Linked DNA regions of Sus scrofa: region 2 is linked to region 1. Evidence: chromatin contacts called from public Hi-C data. All regions are on one chromosome and are shown on one strand. Each heading gives the region's core, a stretch centred on a gene start, on an enhancer-like site or on the middle of the called end of the contact. The rest is flanking DNA. Distances are from core to core; before and after follow the strand shown.

Region 1 (4,934 bases), core at 1,280-3,779:
TGGATTTGTTTCTGCTGCGCCACGACGGGAACTCTGTAAGGAACTTTAGGAAGGTTCAATTCTGAATAGATGCAGATGAATGTGAGCATGACAATGAACTTCCCATCATCTGATAGGTCTTGGCGTAACCTTGGCTAGGATCGTCCCCAAATGCATTTTTTCAGTCTAGCCTTAAGACTCTTTGATTTCTATAGTTACCTGTGAATTATGCCTGACTCATGGAGCCAGCCCTCATCCCACATGCATACAATCTGGCTGTGTATGTGCGTGTGCAAGTGCGTGTGCATGTGCATGTGCGTGGGGGGTGGGGGGAGTCTTTCCTAAGAGCCATCAGGCTGATGGGAACTCATGGGCCCAGGAAAGCCCAGGCCCCAGTCACTGAGACCAAATCCATCCTTGCTCTCCCAGATGCTGAGTCTGCCTGATGCAGAATCCTGGGTTTAAAAAAATGAAAGTTTTTTTTTTAACCTGCAAGTAACCCAAACAAACACCACTGAAGAGTAAGGTGAAAGAGTACAGGAATCATTTACTCCCCCTAGTCTTTGAATTTGCTTATGAATACAAATTCTTTATATCACAGCAGATATTGAGTTATCAGCAGTGTTTTTGAGTACCTACCCTGTGGTGTATTTTTTTTCCAATGCAGATTTGGGGATATTTAAGAAGCCTTCTGTTGAGTCCATCCAAAGAGCAAAGAATCCCTTCCCAATTTATATTTCCTAAATTTGAGTTTCTGCATGTCAGTTTTCTTTAAGTGACAAAAGAAGTGTAAGACCGGTACACTGTTGACTACAAAATATTACTGAAGGAATGAAAAATGGCCTAAATAACTGGAGAGATATAACACATTTCTGGGTCAGAAGACTCAATATTCTTAAGATGTTAATTCTCCCCTACCTGATCTATCTTGAGGTTGATACAATCCCAATCAAAATATGAAGGAGGTAGAGTTCTCATTGTGGCTCAGCAGTAACAAACCCAGCTAGTATCTATGAGGATGCAAGTTCCATCCCTGGCCCCACTCAGTGGGTTAAGGACCCAGAGTTGCCGTGAGCTATGGTGTAGATCACAGACACAGCTTGAATATGGCATTGCTGTGGCCAGCAACTGCAGCTCTGATTCAACCCCTAGCCTGGGACTTCTATAGCCATGGGTACAGCCCTAAAAAAAAAGAAGAAAAAAAAATATATATATATATCAAGGATGTTTTGTTTGTTAAAGTTGACAAGCTGATTCTCAGTGTATGGAATAATATGAAGGTTATACGTGTCCATATCAACTTGAAAATAAGAACTAAGTTGTGATTCTTACCCTATTTTATTTCAAGACTTATTATAAAGCTACAATTTTGAAGACAGTGTGATGTTGGCATAAATGTAGACATAAAGATCAACAGAACAGAATGGGGTGTTCAAAAACAGAGTCACACATAACAGAGACAAAGTTAAGTAAGATACGGTTTCTGCCTTCAAGATGGCTATTCAGAATCTACGTGGATTCTGAGTACATTATATATTATAATGGAGTGCAATAAATGCTGCCAGAATCCAAATGTAGGCTGGCTAGCCTAACTGAGGGGATCTAGAAATTTTCCCTAGGGAAAATGATGTGTGGGCTGAATCCTGAACGATTAAAGAGTTTGCAAGATGAAGAAATAAGACAGCAGCATTCTGGGTAGCAACATATGGGAAGAAGCAGAGGCACGAATGGGCATAAGACAATCTGGTACCCACCAGTTATCCCCCCCGTGCTAGGAGTATGGAGATGAGAGACCGTAGAGGAAAACCAGCAGCCACATCATGACAAGCTGTATGCACTAAAATAGGAGGAATGGAAATTTATTCCACAGATAATCAAAAGCCATTGGAAAAAAAAATGTTACGTGTGTTTGTGATAGGGTTATATTTGGGTTTGACATATTACTCTGTCAGAAGGATAAAAACCAAACCAGTTAAATTAAGACTGAGGGTAGCAAGACCAGTTAGGATGCTACTAAAATATTCTGGATGGGATAGAGAAGAGCCTTAACCTAAGGCAAAGGCAATCAGGTTTGGGGTATAAAATATATTGTAGAGATCATCAGAAGGCATAGTTAAGATCATCTGATAACTGATTAGATGTGGGGCTGAGAAAAATTGGAGGAGAAAGAGGGAATGATGTACAGTTAATTTTTGTCCCTCTTTTTTCTCAGGTGTAACTTAAAGTCTCTGACTTTACTTAAAAGTAAGAAATAAAGCCCTCTTTTAGTAGGTGATCCTACACAAGAGCAGAAAACATTAAGTCAATTGTGCTTGGCCTCCGTGGGGGTGAAAATGAAAGCGCTCTTGGCCAGTAAAAGGACAGGTTGGTATACCAGCCCAGTACAAGCTCCCAATTTTCCCTTTCCAAGTAAAGCTGTGAGGCCCTTGCTGGTCTGCAAATGATTTATCTGCCTCAAATCCTGCCAAACTTTGGCCCAGCTCTATCCAGACACTAGGCTATAAATGGCTGAAGAAATAACAGGAAAGGAGCAGAGTTGAAAGGCCGCTGAGCAACTGTTTTTCTTTAGCTCTGTCTGAACTGAATAGTCAGCCAACTGGGGGTCAGCCCAATCACGTCCACCCCACCTTTTATTACTCAGTGAGACTACTCGTGTGCCCTAAGCTCAGAGCAGCCACTGGGTCTGGCAAAGTTCTCAAGAGCCTAAAGCCTCACTGCATATATTTCCTAGACCCACCAATAGCGCTGTTTATGTCTTGTTAAGCCACAAGGAACATTCCACTGTGCAAAGTCAGCTTATTGCAAGATTTTTTTTAGGGAAAAAAAAAAAGATGAAAATCTTCTGATCTCTTACTTGCCTGATTCCATCCTGACAGAGGTTTTTATTACTTACCAAAGCCTATGTGCTTTTCTAAATTTCCAAGGCCCTTGCAGTTGGAGAAGTCCAGGTAACAGTAACTAGTTCTGGCCAATAGGCACTGAGCAGAAGTGATGTGTTTCTTTTCTAAGCTAGAGCATTTATTTATTTATTTATTTATTTTAATTTTTTTTTTTTTTTTTTTTTTTGTCTTTTTGCTATTTCTTTGGGCCGCTCCTGCGGCATATGGAGGTTCCCAGGCTAGGGGTTGAATCGGAGCTGTAGCCACCGGCCTACACCAGAGCCACAGCAACTCGGGATCCAAGCCGCGTCTGCAGCCTACAGCACAGCTCACGGCAACGCCGGATCATTAACCCACTGAGCAAGGGCAGGGACCGAACCCACAACCTCATGGTTCCTAGTCGGATTCGTTAACCACTGCGCCACGACAGGAACTCCATAAGCTAGAGCATTTAAGAGTGCACAGCCCTCCGGCTCACTTTTCCTCTGTCAGCTGATCTGGAAGCCATGTTTTTCACATGGTGCCAAAGCAAGATGCAAGAAACTGAGATCTTTAAGTCACTGTGTAAAAGGGAACTGTCCTGAGGTTCCCGCTGTGGCTCAGCAGTATCAAGCCCGACTAGTATCCGCAAGGACTAGGGTTCCATCCCTGGCCTTGCTCAGTGGGTTAAGGATCTGGCATTGCCGTGAGCTATGGTGTAGTTGGAAGATGTTGCTGGGATCCCACATTGCTGCCTGTGGCTATGGCCGGCACCTGCAGCTCCGTTTCAACCCCATATGCCACAGGCGCAGCCCTAAAGAGACAAAAAGAAAAGAGAGAGAGAAAGGGAAAGGGAGACATTTAACAGGAAAATGTCCTAAGAAGCTCTACTTTAATTAATAAAGGGGGGTGGGTGATCTGTCCTAGAGAGCTGCCAGACTCTGGGTGAGAAATGAACCTTTATATATTAAGCCACTGAGATTGGGGACTTGTTTGTTACTGCATTAAAGCCTAGATTAGTCTGACTAAGAGATAATGAGGAAGAAAGCAAGGCATGGACTTCCACCTCAGGTAGTCACAACACAGCTTCAATTGCTGAATCATGCTAGAGTAAGAACCCAGCAAGAATCCAAGCCAAGTCAGAGCAGGACTCAAGCAGGCTTGGCCTGAGTGTATGGCCTCTGGTCTCCTCACCTTACTATCACCGTGGGCTTGGCTACTCTCAGATGCTCAGACAAGCATGAGCTGGGGATGGTGCTGAGCAGCCTATAGGCCAGGTAGCCTGCGGATTTAGAACAGATGGGAAAACTCAATCACACCAAGTTCCAAAAGAAGCTTTTCTGTGCTGCTAGGAAGTTAAAACGTAAGCACTTTGTCCCTTATCGAGTTACCAGCCAACACTCTCTGTATGCCAGGTGCTGTTTGAGGTCCCATTTGTCACTGAGCTTACACTCCAGACCCAGTGTGGCAGAAATTGCACCGCACAGAAGGCTAGGATCCTTGAGCTGTAGTCTGAGTTTTACTGTAACTGTGACCTTGGGTGAGACCCCTCCCCTATCTGTGTTTCATTACTTTGACTTTAAAATGGAATATTTCAGAGGAGTTCCCGTTATGGCTTAGCCGTTGACGAACCTGACTGGCATCCATGAGGACACAGGTTCAATTCCTAGCCTCGCTCAGTGGGTTAAGGATCCAGCATTGCCATGAACTGTAGTGTAGGTCGCAGATGCGTTGCTGTGGCCCTGGTGTAGGCTGGTGGCTACAGCTCTGATTCAACCCCTTGCCTGAACCATCATATGCCATGAGTGCAGCCCTAAAAAGACAGAAAGACAAAAAAAAAAAAAAAAAAAAAAGAAAAAGAAATATTTGGGAGTTGTCTTTTAGTGCAGCAGGTTAAGGATCCAGTATTGTCAGTGCAGTAGCTTGGGTCAATATTGCGGCACAGGTTTGATCTTTGGCCCAGGAATTTCCACATGCTGCAGGCGTGGCCAAGTAAATAAAATGGAACATTTGGACCTGATAATATCTAAAGCACTTTATAACTGAGACTATCTATCTCTGAAGGACAATTTGAAGGCATAAGAAATGCCAGCCTCC
Region 2 (5,486 bases), core at 489-2,988, 82 kb after region 1:
AAGGGTGGAATTCGGTGAGACAAAAAAAAAAAAAAAAAGATCAACTGAAACTTCATCCTGTGCTGTGACCAAGGCCTGGCCCCAGGCACCATGGGCGGGTTGTAGACACATACTGGATGAATCCCTGTCCTCAAGCAGCTTACAACCCAGTAAAGAGTGAGAACTACCCTGAACACCAAGTTCATCCACAGAATCAATGCCACCCTCTCTCAGCCTGAAATGCTGAGAGTACTGGGGAGAAGAGCGCTAAGGCATCTGCCTTTAGCAAGAGAGGCAGGTGCTCAGGAAAATGCTTACTTCCTGTTTACCTGGGCAAGTATTTGCAAGTAGTCCACAAAGGGGAGCAACTAGGTGTAACTTATACAGTTCTAAGTGAATGCTTACGCAAATCACTTAAGCAAATACATGAAAAGGGACGGGAAGGTTCCTGATCTTGTTTTCCTCACCTGCCCTGCACTCGGAGATGAAATGAAAGATCAAAACCTAGCAGCTACTCTACCCGGAGGACGAAGAGAAACACCACCCCGCCCCCCAACCACGCCGCAGCATCAAACCAGGGCCCCTGGGTCCTTCTGGCAGGAGGAGGTGGTCCTTTGCAGCCCTCCACCCGGGTCCTGGGCTGTCTGAGTTAGGCTCTCTGTTCTGTGTCCCAGTACAGACGCTGGAGACATCAAGGGCGCAAAAGGTGCTCCTTTCCCAAAGACACAAGAGGCAGAGCAGGGGAAGAGCGCGCAGGGGCGGCGGGGGGGGCGCGGGATGGGGGGGCATCAGAATGATCTCTGCAATGCGAAAGGCTCGCAGCCCGGCCCGCCGCGGCCCCTGCCGGCAGGTCTGGCTCGCTCGCCAGCCAATTCACCTCAAGAAGTCGGGCAGCCACCCAGAGGGGTGCGGGAAACGGAAGTTCCCGACCCCAGGGCACCCACTCCCATCAGTACCACTGATCCAAACGCACGGTCTGCGTACGACTCAACAAGGGCCCTGCAAGCTCCAAGCCACTTCCACCCGGGGCGCACCGGCAGTCCCTAGGCGCAGCGCGGCACCAGAGCACCGGTCCTGGATGCGCTCTTCCCCGCAACTGTCGCGGGGCGCTTTGCACCTCTGCAGGGCAAAGGGGAGGGGAGGATGACAAGGAAGAAGGCGGAGCGGGCGGCCTGGGAAGCACTTACATTTGTCAGGAAAGCGCCTCCTCTCGAGGAAGAGAAGGAACGGCTTCCCGGCTAAGGAAACGCCCCAGGGATGCCCCTCCGCGGAGTGCCGCCTTCCCCCGGCTCCTCGATTCTCCCGCCTCCATCTGTCCTCCACCCCGCACCCAAAAGCGGACTCTAAACAGCGTCCCTGCGGCTTTCCGAAGGACCCAGACACTCCCTCGGCTGCCGGCAACTCGCGCAACAGGCAGATCCTTAGGGTTCCAGCGACGACCGGCTCTAGGGACCGGAGGATGGAGAGCGTTGGAGACAGGCGCCCAGCAGGATGCAAAGTCCCCTGCGGATGTAGATCTGCCGGGTCGTGAACCCGTAACCAAGGCCACGACAGGGCAGGGCAGCAAAAGGTAGGGAAAGTTACCGGGTCGTATGGAGAAGTCTGCGGAGCGCACGGAGAGGTGGGGACACAAGTAGGTACCTGCAGGAGTCCGAGGACCTCTGGCTGCCTCGGCTCTGGGACGCCGCCGGCCCGCGCCGCAGGGATCTGGCGTCTCCGCGCGGTCCCGCGCCCGCCGCAGCGGCGGCGGCAAGGAGAGCCGAGTGCCCCGCGTCGGTCAATCGGTCCGTCCCGCCCGGCAGGAGCTTGGCGCCCCGGAGCCGCGGCGGGCGGGGCGGGGCGGGGCGGGGCGGGGCGGGGCCGGCCGCTGGGCCGCCGCCCTATTGGTCCCAGCCTCGCCTGCCGCCTGGCTTCGGGCTCGCAGTCCTAGGTCCCCGGGCTGAGGGCGCGGCGCTCCGCCGCCGGCGGTCGCTGGCTGCCGGGCTCAGGCCGCGCGACAGGCGGACCCTGGACGAACAGAGAGGCGTCCCCGCCAGGCGCGCGCCCCCGCCTAGACCCAAGTGCACAGTCACTCCTGGAGCTGCACGCCGGGTCCGGGTGGGAGCCGGAGCGCGCCCCACGCCTCCTACCTGCGCGCCCTGCCGGGCTGGGGCCACCTTGACCCTGTGGGACACGGACGACCCCCTCTGCTGCCCCGGCGGCTCCCGCAACCGCCTCTCGGCCCAAGCAACACTAAGAATTTGCCGGGATTTTCTTAGGAAGTATCGAGGCCCCCAACTTGTTTTAAAACAAAGTGCAAAGGAGGAAACATCCCCTGGTCCTGCCTGTTTACCTCCAGCCCCGCTGCCTGAAGACTCACGCAGCCTACAGAACCAGATTGATTTGCACGCTCCGTTCCTCAACTCACCAAGTCCTAAGGGGTGAACCATGCACCGAGCGGAAAGGAGGACAAGCGGAGTCCCCTTCTACCAGAGGAAGACGCCTGCGGCCACGGTCGGACGGCAAACCAGGACCTCAGCGAAAGAGGCGTGTGGTCCAGAAGGCATCGCCCGCCCCTCTGCAGTGAGGGAGAACGCTCAGTGAACCGCCCCGAGGAGAAATGGGACGCTCGGGGACCCACCCCCGCGCTCCCCCTCCCGCCCCCAAACTGCAGATTTTTAAGTTGTGCAGACTTGCAATAATTCCTCAGAGCCAGCTGCTCTAAGATGTAGGCGCTCAGTGTTCCTTGGGTTCCCGCCCCACATCACGCAATCCGCCAGCTGCCCGCAACCCGGCACCCGCTGATCACCGGCCCCAGACCTGCGCCTAGCTGGTCCACACCAAGTTGAGTTCCAGGCCCTGAGCCAGGCACACAGGAGGCGATGGGGGCAGAGGGGTGTGTGGAAAGTGAAAGGCACTTTCTCTGACCTCATCAAAGTACCCCAGAGTACCTTTGCGTTCTCTTATCGTTTTTGTTTGATCAAAACCCACAGCGTTCCCACTGTATCTGTAGGCTTCCAGAAGGAGGTGAAACCTGCACTACACAGGCTTGGCTAGAGGAGATGAGAATAGTGAACAGGAATGGCAGAGGAGGAATGAAAGCCCACCTTTCCTCACCTCAGCCTACAGCATTTTCTTTGTCCTATGGAAGGTGAGGTGGGATGCAGGTGACTGGAGAGCAGATGTTTTGTTCTCTGATCTACTGGTTCTTTGGCTTCCCCAAACCTGCCCCCTCTCTTGTGGAAGAGGATCCAACACATTTGTCTACACTGCTGTTAGCAGATGGCTGAAAAAAGGTAAATGTTCATAGATTATTCTTCATTTTTAGCATAAAACCTAACATTAGTCTAAAAATATGTTTACATGCATCAGCATCTGGGTAGAATGCCTTCAGATCTCTCCCAGCAGTTAGCCCTTTAATCATTTTCAAATCACCAAGTTTATCCAAAAAGTCCAGCATTGTTTACTCGACAATGAACTATGTCGGGAATCTCTAAGCACTGCAGGAGCCATCTGCAGTGCAGAAGAGTCTGGAATGAGGTCCTTCTTATGGGTTCTGGATGGCACATGTGAACTGGGAGAAAAGGCATATGGGGGGGGTTAGCTCAGGAAGGGCCCCAACTTGGCATCTATAAAAGGTGGGGACAGAAAGGACAGGTTCCACTCTAGGCATACTTGGGGGAGGGGTGGGGAAGGGGCACAGAATTCGAAGTCAGACAGACTGGGTTCTCATCCTGCTGTGTCCTGTAGAAGCCTTGAGATTGAGACACTTAGCTTTTCAGCCCTGGTTTCTTCATTAAGAAGAAAAGTTTCTCTCTCAAAGGGTGATCATGAGAAGCAAATGAAATGATAAACAGGAAAGCATTGCATAGACCATAAACAACATGTCTGTTACCTGAAAATTTATGAAGGTTGAGCAAGGCCAGGCAAATGCACTCCTATACACACACACACACACACACACACACACACACACGCATGCACCCTTGTCCCTGGGTCTAGAGCCCCTTCCTCTGATGTCAGTCTCCATCACCACAGCACACGCTCTTAACTGTCTGACTGCCTCCTTCCTCCCACACGCTCACCTCTCACCCCATCAGAATGTTTTTATGCTGTGTGATATGAAACCCCATCTTCTCTTCACTACCCAGTCCATAGGAAAGCACCTAGACAAGTCGTGTGTTAGCTGTAAGGGGTTGATCACCAGTTGCCAGTAGGGTTCATTCCTCCAAGGTTTCAGAAAACCTCTCTCACCCATTTACCCACATGCCCATGCAGTCCCTTCCCTCTCCCCCCAAACCTGCCCTTGATCTTTCAGTCTCACTAAAGTCCAAAGGACAGAAGATAGCTGGGTATCACCTCTGGAGGTAAGAAAAGTACTAATTTGCTTTTTTTTAATTTTTATTGGAATATAGTCAACTTACAAAGTTGTATTAATTACAGCCATAAACCATGATTCAAAAAGATTCATGCAACCCCAGTGTTCATTGCAGCACTATTTACAATAGCCAAGACATGGGAGCAACCTAAATGTCCATCAACAGAGGAGTGGATAAAGAAGATGTGGCACATATGTACAATGGAATATTACTCAGCCATTAAAAAGCATGAAATAATGCCATTTGCCACAACATCAGTGGATCTAGATATTATCATACTAAGTGAAGTAAGTCAGACAAAGATAAATATCATATGAAATCACTAATATGTGGAATCTAATAAAATGATAATAATTTGCTTTTTTTTTCAGGCCATTCCCATGGTACATGGAAGTTCCCAGGCCAGGGACCAAATCTGAGCCATGGATACAGCCTATGCCAGAGCTGCAGCAATGCCAGATCCTTAACCCACTGTGCCAGGCTAGGGATGGAACCTCAGCAGCAACTCAAACCAACATGACATCCTGTATTTCTCTGTTACCCTCTATCAGGTAAAAAGAAACATATAAACCATCACATTAATCTCCTTGCTTGGATGCCAGGCAGCTCAAGACTAAATGCAGTTAACTAGTTAGAGTGGTTTTTTTTCCAGATTATTGCTGCAATGGTCACTCTTCTTTCATGAAATCATTTACATGCTTACTTTGAATATCCTATTATATTATTTTTATATTGAAAGTACCTTAAATTATTAGGATCTCCAAATATATAGATGCAAATTCTATGATTAAGAAGTAATACATGTACACAATGGAATATGACTCGGCCATAAAAAAGGAATGAATTAATGCCATTTGCAGCAACATGGAGGCAACTAGAGATTCTCATACTAAGTGAAGTAAGCCAGAAAAGAAAGACAAACACCACATGATATCACTTATATATGGAATCTAAAATATGGCAGAAATGAACCTATGCACAAAACAGAAACAGACTCAGGGACATGGAGAACAGGGGGGGGGGAGAGGGAAGGGAGGAGGGAGTGAGTTGGACTGGAGTTTGGGGTTAGTAGATGCAAACTATTGCATCTGGAGTGGATGAGCAATGAGATCCTACCATATAACACAGGGAACTATATCCAGTCTCTTA

The links. Hi-C and Micro-C count contacts between places; a contact is called where the count stands out from the background.
Region 2: a contact with region 1 is called in a Hi-C map of skeletal muscle, with 2.1 times the contacts expected there. The contact joins the promoter of KCNS3 here to the enhancer-like site in region 1. A contact is called at or near these places in 1 of 5 promoter capture datasets (liver), 3 of 47 Hi-C or Micro-C datasets (epiblast stem cells and skeletal muscle) and 1 of 2 datasets of contacts at active chromatin or transcription factors (skeletal muscle).

Annotation. Positions count from the first base shown.
Region 1 is chr3:119,903,797-119,908,730 of Sscrofa11.1, forward strand. No RefSeq gene overlaps it. Among named protein-coding and RNA genes, the nearest start is that of KCNS3, 82 kb to the right of the region's middle. Within about 2 kb of position 2,530, at least 15 of the 83 cell types and tissues checked have an H3K27ac peak or open chromatin away from gene starts, as enhancers often do. A contact at or near this core is called in liver and skeletal muscle, where this site is marked.
Region 2 is chr3:119,986,814-119,992,299 of Sscrofa11.1, forward strand. It overlaps KCNS3 (potassium voltage-gated channel modifier subfamily S member 3), which reads right to left and starts at 1,739. Exons shown (of 4, transcript NM_001044596.1): 1 at 1,621-1,739.